Linked DNA regions of Mus musculus: region 2 is linked to region 1. Evidence: chromatin contacts called from public HiCAR-type data. All regions are on one chromosome and are shown on one strand. Each heading gives the region's core, a stretch centred on a gene start, on an enhancer-like site or on the middle of the called end of the contact. The rest is flanking DNA. Distances are from core to core; before and after follow the strand shown.

Region 1 (3,538 bases), core at 455-2,954:
CCCAGAGGGTTCTAGCAGCTTCCCTCTTGTTAGGAAGGCATGCTTATTTGTTTAATCCATTCTAGCTTCCATAAGAAAATACCCAAGGCTCAGTAATTTTACCTGATAGAAATGGTTTCTAAGAATCCCAGACGTCCAAGTTCTGTTGTGGGCTACCGTCTCCTGGAGGGCTCTTTTGACTCTTAACTTGGTAGAAGAGACAGAAGAATGAGCCCACCCCTCAAGGTCTTTAAAAAGAAGATTTATATTGTTTTATGAGTGTTTGCTTTCATCTATGTATATGTGTGTGTGTGTGTCTCTTCAATCTTTTTAAAAAGCGCTTTCATAAAAATCGTAAGCTCGTCTGAGAGGACTCTCTCTGATGACTGATTTCCTGGGAGGCCTCCAGTTTCCCAGCATTCTTCTCCTGTCAGCCAGTGGCTGCCTTAGAGCATGGATCTGGGGAAAGGTGTTTCCTTCCTGCTGTCATCTCAATTGTGACTGATTCTCAATAGCACACAGGGCTGCTCTGTTCTTACTGGATGCCCACAATCTCTTGGATAGCAAGGGCCGGGATTATGTCATACGATACCCCTTTTGTCCCTGCCTTTGGGAAGCACTAACTAGGTTTTTTCCCCTTTTATCCTTAGCACTGGTACTGTGATACAGTAGACATTTAACTGATGCACCAAATAATTTAAACAGCATACAGTGTCTAAAGTTGTACAATTTCTGTTGGTCTAAAGACGAGGTTTTGGCAGCAAACGGTTCAGGGTGTATAGCCACGAATAGTCAGGTCTCTTGGGAACTGGTCATCTAATTGCCATGACGATTTTATCAGCATGTATTTTGACTATATTTAGTCTCCAGTTTATATTTTCTTGTGCACTGTAAGCCATGCTTGGTGTTATTAGTGCTTTCGGAACCCAGAAACTTGGAGGGCCTGAAAAGTGACTTCCAATGTCCACAGAAGTAGAACATTCTGTAATGGAAATGTGACCCAGGTTCATTAGACTCCAATTAGCACTTCTTCTGTGCTGTTGAGAAAGCCTTCACTGCAGGGCAAGAAAATTCTCCGGGGCCCCGTGACCACCATGGAGGTCTCAAGGCATGTGTGCCCACAGTCTGGCTCACCCTCGTCCACGCTCACAGGTTCCCCAGGGCATATCCACCCAGCTACTATTCCTTCTCTCCAGAGCACCCCACAAAGTCTTCTGGAGACATCTCACAGGCCCAGCACCACAAAATGAACCAAAGCAACAGATACCCGAAGTTGGGCATGATGGTGTGTTTATAATGGCAGCTTGTGGAGGTGGAAGTAGGAGAATGAGGAATTGGAAGCCGTGAGACTCAGAAAGGAACTAAGTAACCAACCAACTAATAAACAGGTGTGATTATTTCCAGCCCCTTTGTAGCTGAAAATATTCCAAAGTCTTGTTTATAAGACTAATCAAATAGGCTAAATAGAACCACAAGACTGTCATCCAGCCCCCCACCCCCAAGTCTTTGCTCATTTGACCAGCCAGGGCTAGGAGACCTCAACCCCACCTCTACTCCACCCTGCTGCTGCCTAGGGGGTCCATTTAAGAAGGGTATGCAGGCTGGGGCTGCTGGCAAGGCTTCTTTCTCTGCTTCTCCTTTTCCCCATTTCTCTCCTCCACCCACGTCTCAAGCTGTTGATGGCTGTGGTTCCTTTTGTATAGAGCACAAGACTGCAGAGAACTTGAAACTTAAGCTGGGGCTTAGAGAGGGCACTGACCGAGAGTAACCCCAGTGGCTGCTGCCAGGGTTTTCCTCCTCTGCCTTCCTCTGTTGTTTCCCTCGCCCTCCTCCTTCCTCCTCCTCTTCCTCCTCCTCTGCTCCTGGGTTCCAGCAGGCAGGTGGGAGAGCGAACGCTTCCATGACCAGGAAGACCCCCCCCCCCCCCCCCCCCAGAGTTAGGCTTCTCTCTAACTTCTATCTGCCTGTGCTGTTTCCTTAGCTTGGCTGTAGTGACTTGACCCAGATGAATAGCAAGAAACCCAGGATTGTGTCTCACTCTGTCCCAGCCCACAGATGCATCTCATCTGTTTGCTCTTTTTAGACACCAGCCTTTTATTTTGTTTTCCCTCTCTCCTCCCCTTTGCCCTGCTTCACTGTGCCCAAAGCTCCAGGGACATGGCAGGCGGCTGGCTGCCTCTCCGGCCAATCAGGAAGCTGGGCTCCGCAGATCAGATACTTTCGTCCAGCAATGAGAGAACTCCTTTGGCCCTTTGTTGACTACAGCTTTCTGGCTTCCCTGATGTTCACATTCTAACTGGGACCACACCTTCTCATGTAAACACTCCCAACTAACCAGCTCTGGGTCTTCAGTGAGTGAGTGGTGTGTGTGTGTGTGTGTGTGTGTGTGTATGTGTCTGTGTGTGTGTATTGTGTGTACTCGTTTTAGAGGGCAGACATCAGTATTGAATTTAGGATCTCTCACTGAACAAGGAGCTCACTGATTTGGATACACCAACTGGCCAGCAAGCCTTGAGCCTTTGTCCATCTCCCCAGCACTGAGGGCATGGATGGTTCATGACTTTTGACCTTGATGTTGGGGGTGAATACTCAGTTCCTTGCGCTTGCCCAGTAGGTGTTTTATTGAGTGAGCCATCTTCCTAGCTCCAGTCTCTTGTTCATACTCTTAATCATTGCATTCTACATCAACTTATGAATGTTACTATTTCCATATTCTTTTAAAAACATTATTACACTTTATTTTGTATGTGTGTGAGGTGGGCTGGGTGTGAAGGGACAGGACAGCTTGTGGAAGTCATCCCACGTGTGTCTCATGGACTGAGATTGGGGTGCCAGGCTTGGTGGCAGGTACTGTTCTTGCTAAACCTTCTTGTTGGCCCCAACTCCATTTGATGTCTAAGAAACTGAGGTTAAGAGAGAACAAAGAAAGGGGCCAAGTGAGGTTCATGGTCACACAGGCAGGAAGTGTTTGAGTTCAGCCTCTCTGATAAGAGTCTCTGGTGCTGGATCAATTGGATCTGTGTTCCTCTCAGAAACATGGAAAAGAGTTTTTCAGAGAACTTTTTCCCCAACCACACATTCCACAGATAATAAAAACCAGGTCCCCGTCAATTCATTTGGTTAGGGTTAACTGAGTGACTGTCTTTCCCACGAAGCGTTCTTTGTCTTACCTAGAATAACTTGTCTGTTACTGGTCATCTACTTGTGTCTAGTCTCACAGTTTCCAGAAGATATGATCCTTTCATTGATGCTCTATAAAATTTTAGGTTTATTTATTTTTATTTTTCCCTGTGTCTCCATATTCCTTTCTCCTCTCTCTCTTTCTTTTTTGCAGTACTGGGGATTGAACCTGGGGCTTCTACATGTTAGAAAAACACTCTACCCTTGACCTATATCCCTACCTGTCTCCCCACCCACATATTTTGGTGAGATGAGTTGTTGAGTTGCTGAAGCTGGCTTTGTACTGTAATCCTCCTGCCTCAGAGCCCCAGATAGCTGGGATATAACAGGCCTGTGCTACTAGGCCTGGCTTTTATTAATTTTTTTCATGAAGTTCTGA
Region 2 (3,538 bases), core at 372-2,871, 520 kb before region 1:
TGGGTGCACAAATACATTGTCTAAAATGAGAAAAACCTGGTTGAAACCATGTTTGTCCTTATAGAACTCACAACGTCAAACACTTGATTCCTCAGTGTCCCCTGATAAGATGATCTACATTGAAGCACTTTTAGCATTTTACCATGCACAGACTATTTTAGTACTAATTATTCATAAACTTGAAAATACTGTTTTCCGAATGGAGTATTTTATCCAGACTTTCTAATAGTATATTCTTTTCTTATTTCTACAGAACAGAAGATGAAAGAGAGGAATGTGCGCTGCATACAGGTAGCAAACACACTGCACCCTGAAACTCATCTTTCCGGATTCTCCAGGCACTTGCTCTTCTTCCTTTTGACCTTTGCTAATGCCCACTTAAATATCACATGATGCCTTTCCTCTAATAAGTCATGCAATGTTTTATCAGCCTAACAGAGAATCCTTTAAATTTATACACACTCAAAATACACATTCTTAGACATACTAGTAATCTCTTTAAAAGATACTATAGTATAGTTGTGGAAATAATAATTGGATATACCCAAATGAATGGGTCTCAAGGCAAGCTCAGAAAGATGAATCCAGGTAAGAATTGCAGTTTTTCTCTAACTCTTTCTGGCACTTTCTATGCAATAATAAAAAAAGAATGGCCTCTTAGAAATGCCCTTGTTTTCCCTGATGTATTATTAATAACACTTGTGTTTTTCTTTCCTATACCGCAATGTATTGCAATTACACTATAACATAACAAAGATAGCAAGGTGGCTTACTTTTTTAATACAGGAATTACTACTGAATATTAAAAATTCAGTTGCAATTGTATTCAGTGCACTATTTGCTTAATTAAAAAAGGCTATTGTGTAACTCTTTCCTTAAACTTGTTCTCAAAGTACTAAACATTCCGAAACAAGACTACTGGCCAGCCTCACCAACTGAAGGACGAGGGTGGGGCAGCGGCCCTGACAACTGCCTTTTTCCTCAATTAGGCAAACACTGAGATCTGCTTATAAATAAACCACTAGCAAGGCAGTGGGCAGATGTACAAAGGAGATTCAGTCCCCGGACCTACAGCGCAGAGACCATGCTGAAGACACGGTGGAAGAAAAGAGACACCAGCTTCCGCGCGGGCGGGGATCCCCCCACGCGAGGCCGAGCCTTGGTCCTCACTCCAACCGAGGAGGGACCCACCCTCGGAGCACGCCGCGGGCAGCGGGAAGAAAGGGGCCTAGCGCCCGCAGAGGGCGGCAGAGACCCGGGTGCGGCTCGCGGTTTCCTCCCCGCAGTGCCTTCCCGGAGCCAAGAGCAGGACAGAGGTCGTCCGGGGTCCCGGGCGCGGCCATCGCTCCCTGCGGGCTCTCAGGTCCCGTCGGGTCGGGTCGGGTCGGGTCGGGTGGGTCCCAGGCCCGGCCTCGTCCTCCGCGCCCAGCCCCGCGCGCCCCGCCCACCCTCTCGGCCCCGCGCTGCGCCCCCGCTTACTTTCTGCGAGTCCATGGCTAGGGACTAAGCCCTCCGGGCCGAACTTGTCACCGGAGCTGAGTGAGAAGCTGGAGGAGCCTTAGAGACCCGCTACCTCTGCCGCCGTCAGCCTTGTCCCGTCCCGCAGAGATCCCGCCCGTCCGCGCCCAACCCGCGCGCGCGCCGCTACCGAGCCGCGGTTGCCAGGGTGAAAGGGCGGCCCGCGGGAGGGTGGGGTGCGAGCGCGCCACGCATGCGCATGCGTGCGCCGACACCCGCACCGGCGGAGAGGATGGAGCGCTGCCTGGCCGCCTGCGTCTTCCTTCTGCAACTGCTTCTTTCTTTGCATCCTTTTTCCTGTGCCATCGCTGCGGGCCTTGCAATGAACCATTGGGCACCCAGCAGCCAGGTCGTGCGGAGAGCCTGGGAGCTAGCTCAGCCCGGGACGCATCCTTCACCTGCAGCGTCTCTCCACTTAGCCTTGGTAGGCCAGGCCCAGTGATCCAGCTGGAATAAACACGCTAGGATGGAGAGGCCGCGGAAACATGTGGAAGGGTCTTCAGGGAGCGTGGTGGAAACCTTAAAGGGCTCTGGGACAAGGGGTAGAAAGAAGTTACAGATACGTGGGTATGGGACCACATGGGCTTTGTTGCCTGGTCAACCTTGCCCTACTAGTATCTTGCTACCTTGTAAGCAAGTCTTTTTCCGTGACCTGTGTCATCAATGAAATAGAATGAATGCAGACCTCGCAGAGGACAGCTTAAATCCTGTGTTTGAACTCCCCAGAGCATGGAGTAAATGAGAGTGGGACAGCACATTAGAATCTGCTCAGGACGGGTGGAGCTGGCAGTGCAGACCAGAAAGCTTGGGGAGAAGACTTGGAAAGGTTCTCCAGAAAGGCAGGCTTCATCTCCATTTAGGTGACTCAAGAAAAATTCTTCTGGGTGTTCACATCCTAATGGAATAAAAGGGAAACGAGTATGAATGAGCCTTACGAACCGGTTCTGCCCTTCTACACAAATCCTCAGTGAAAAGGCCTGCTTCTCAAAGAGCTTACAATCTAAGGTGGGAAATGACAATACAAATCCATGAGGCTGTTAGAAGAAAAGTTTGTAAGAGAAATCAGGGAGGAGGAAGATAGATCAGTGGGCAGACATGAGTACCAGAGTCTGTATACCCAGAACCTGGTACCCACATAAAAGCCAAGTGACCACAGACACACACCAGCACACAGGTGCCCCCACTTGTGTGCCCACACATTGTAATACCCTCGACCAAAGCACACACATGAAAAAATTAACAAAGGAGGAAATTGCATGAGGTAAATGGAAGAAATAAAGTAAACAATTAAATTGCACAGAGTTAATAGACTCCGAAGAGGTGGGGTGCAATTTCCTGACATTACGCAGGAATGACCTGGGTAAGGGTTATATGAAAGGGGTTGAGGAAGAATATCTAGTTAGAAGGACAGTTAAGAATCAAGACCTTGGAGAGGCAGGAGCTGTTTTAGATGAATCATATTTACACTTCAATGTTTTATGTTTCTACTAGAGTCCAACGACACTGTGGTTTCTTAAGATCAAAACTTCTTTTACCACACCTGTATTCTGACCTTAGCAAAGAGCAGGCCACACACTGTGCACCCAATAGACCTTTTTTGTTTGTTTGTTTGCTTTGCTTTGCTTTATTTTTTCTGGAGACAGGGTGTATAGTCCTGGCTGTTCTGGAACTTGCTTTGTAGACCAGTCTGGCTTCAAACTCACAGAGATTCTCCTGCCTCTGCCTCTTGAGTGCTGGGATTAAAGGAGTGCACCACCACCACATGACCCTTTCTTACCTGAACAGAAATGCAAGGTATATGATAAAAGACACAAAAGGAAACATGGTTTAGACAGGGCTAAGGAAACAATGCTCGCAGGCCTGGCTGGGGCTTAGGAGAGGAATGCCCAGCTTCACTCCTGCCAGCTGAAGGGAGGCTGGCATGCAGTCCTTCAGAGGAGCCAGCTCTTGATATCAAGGGAAGGGACTCTACTAGCCAAGCCCCCTCAATTACATGGGGGAGATGTGACAGAAGCCAGGT

What was found. HiCAR-type assays count read pairs that join an accessible place to other places.
Region 2: a contact with region 1 is called in a HiCAR-type map of astrocytes, with 4 times the contacts expected there. The contact joins the promoter of Fsd1l here to the enhancer-like site in region 1. A contact is called at or near these places in 20 of 39 promoter capture datasets (the 3T3-L1 cell line, the C10 cell line, the HPC-7 cell line and 12 more), 1 of 484 Hi-C or Micro-C datasets (bone marrow-derived macrophages), 11 of 115 datasets of contacts at active chromatin or transcription factors (SST interneurons, astrocytes, bone marrow-derived macrophages and 7 more) and 4 of 9 other capture datasets (adipose tissue, embryonic stem cells, liver and 1 more).

The regions. Positions count from the first base shown.
Region 1 is chr4:53,114,202-53,117,739 of GRCm38.p6, reverse strand. All of the region lies in intron 5 of Abca1 (ATP-binding cassette, sub-family A (ABC1), member 1), which reads left to right. Among named protein-coding and RNA genes, the nearest start is that of Abca1, 44 kb to the left of the region's middle. Within about 2 kb of position 1,704, at least 99 of the 459 cell types and tissues checked have an H3K27ac peak or open chromatin away from gene starts, as enhancers often do. A contact at or near this core is called in adipose tissue, astrocytes, bone marrow-derived macrophages and 3 more, where this site is marked.
Region 2 is chr4:53,629,554-53,633,091 of GRCm38.p6, reverse strand. Fsd1l (fibronectin type III and SPRY domain containing 1-like) reads right to left here and starts at 1,621. Exons shown (of 13, transcript NM_001195284.1): 1 at 1,480-1,621. The coding sequence starts at 1,494.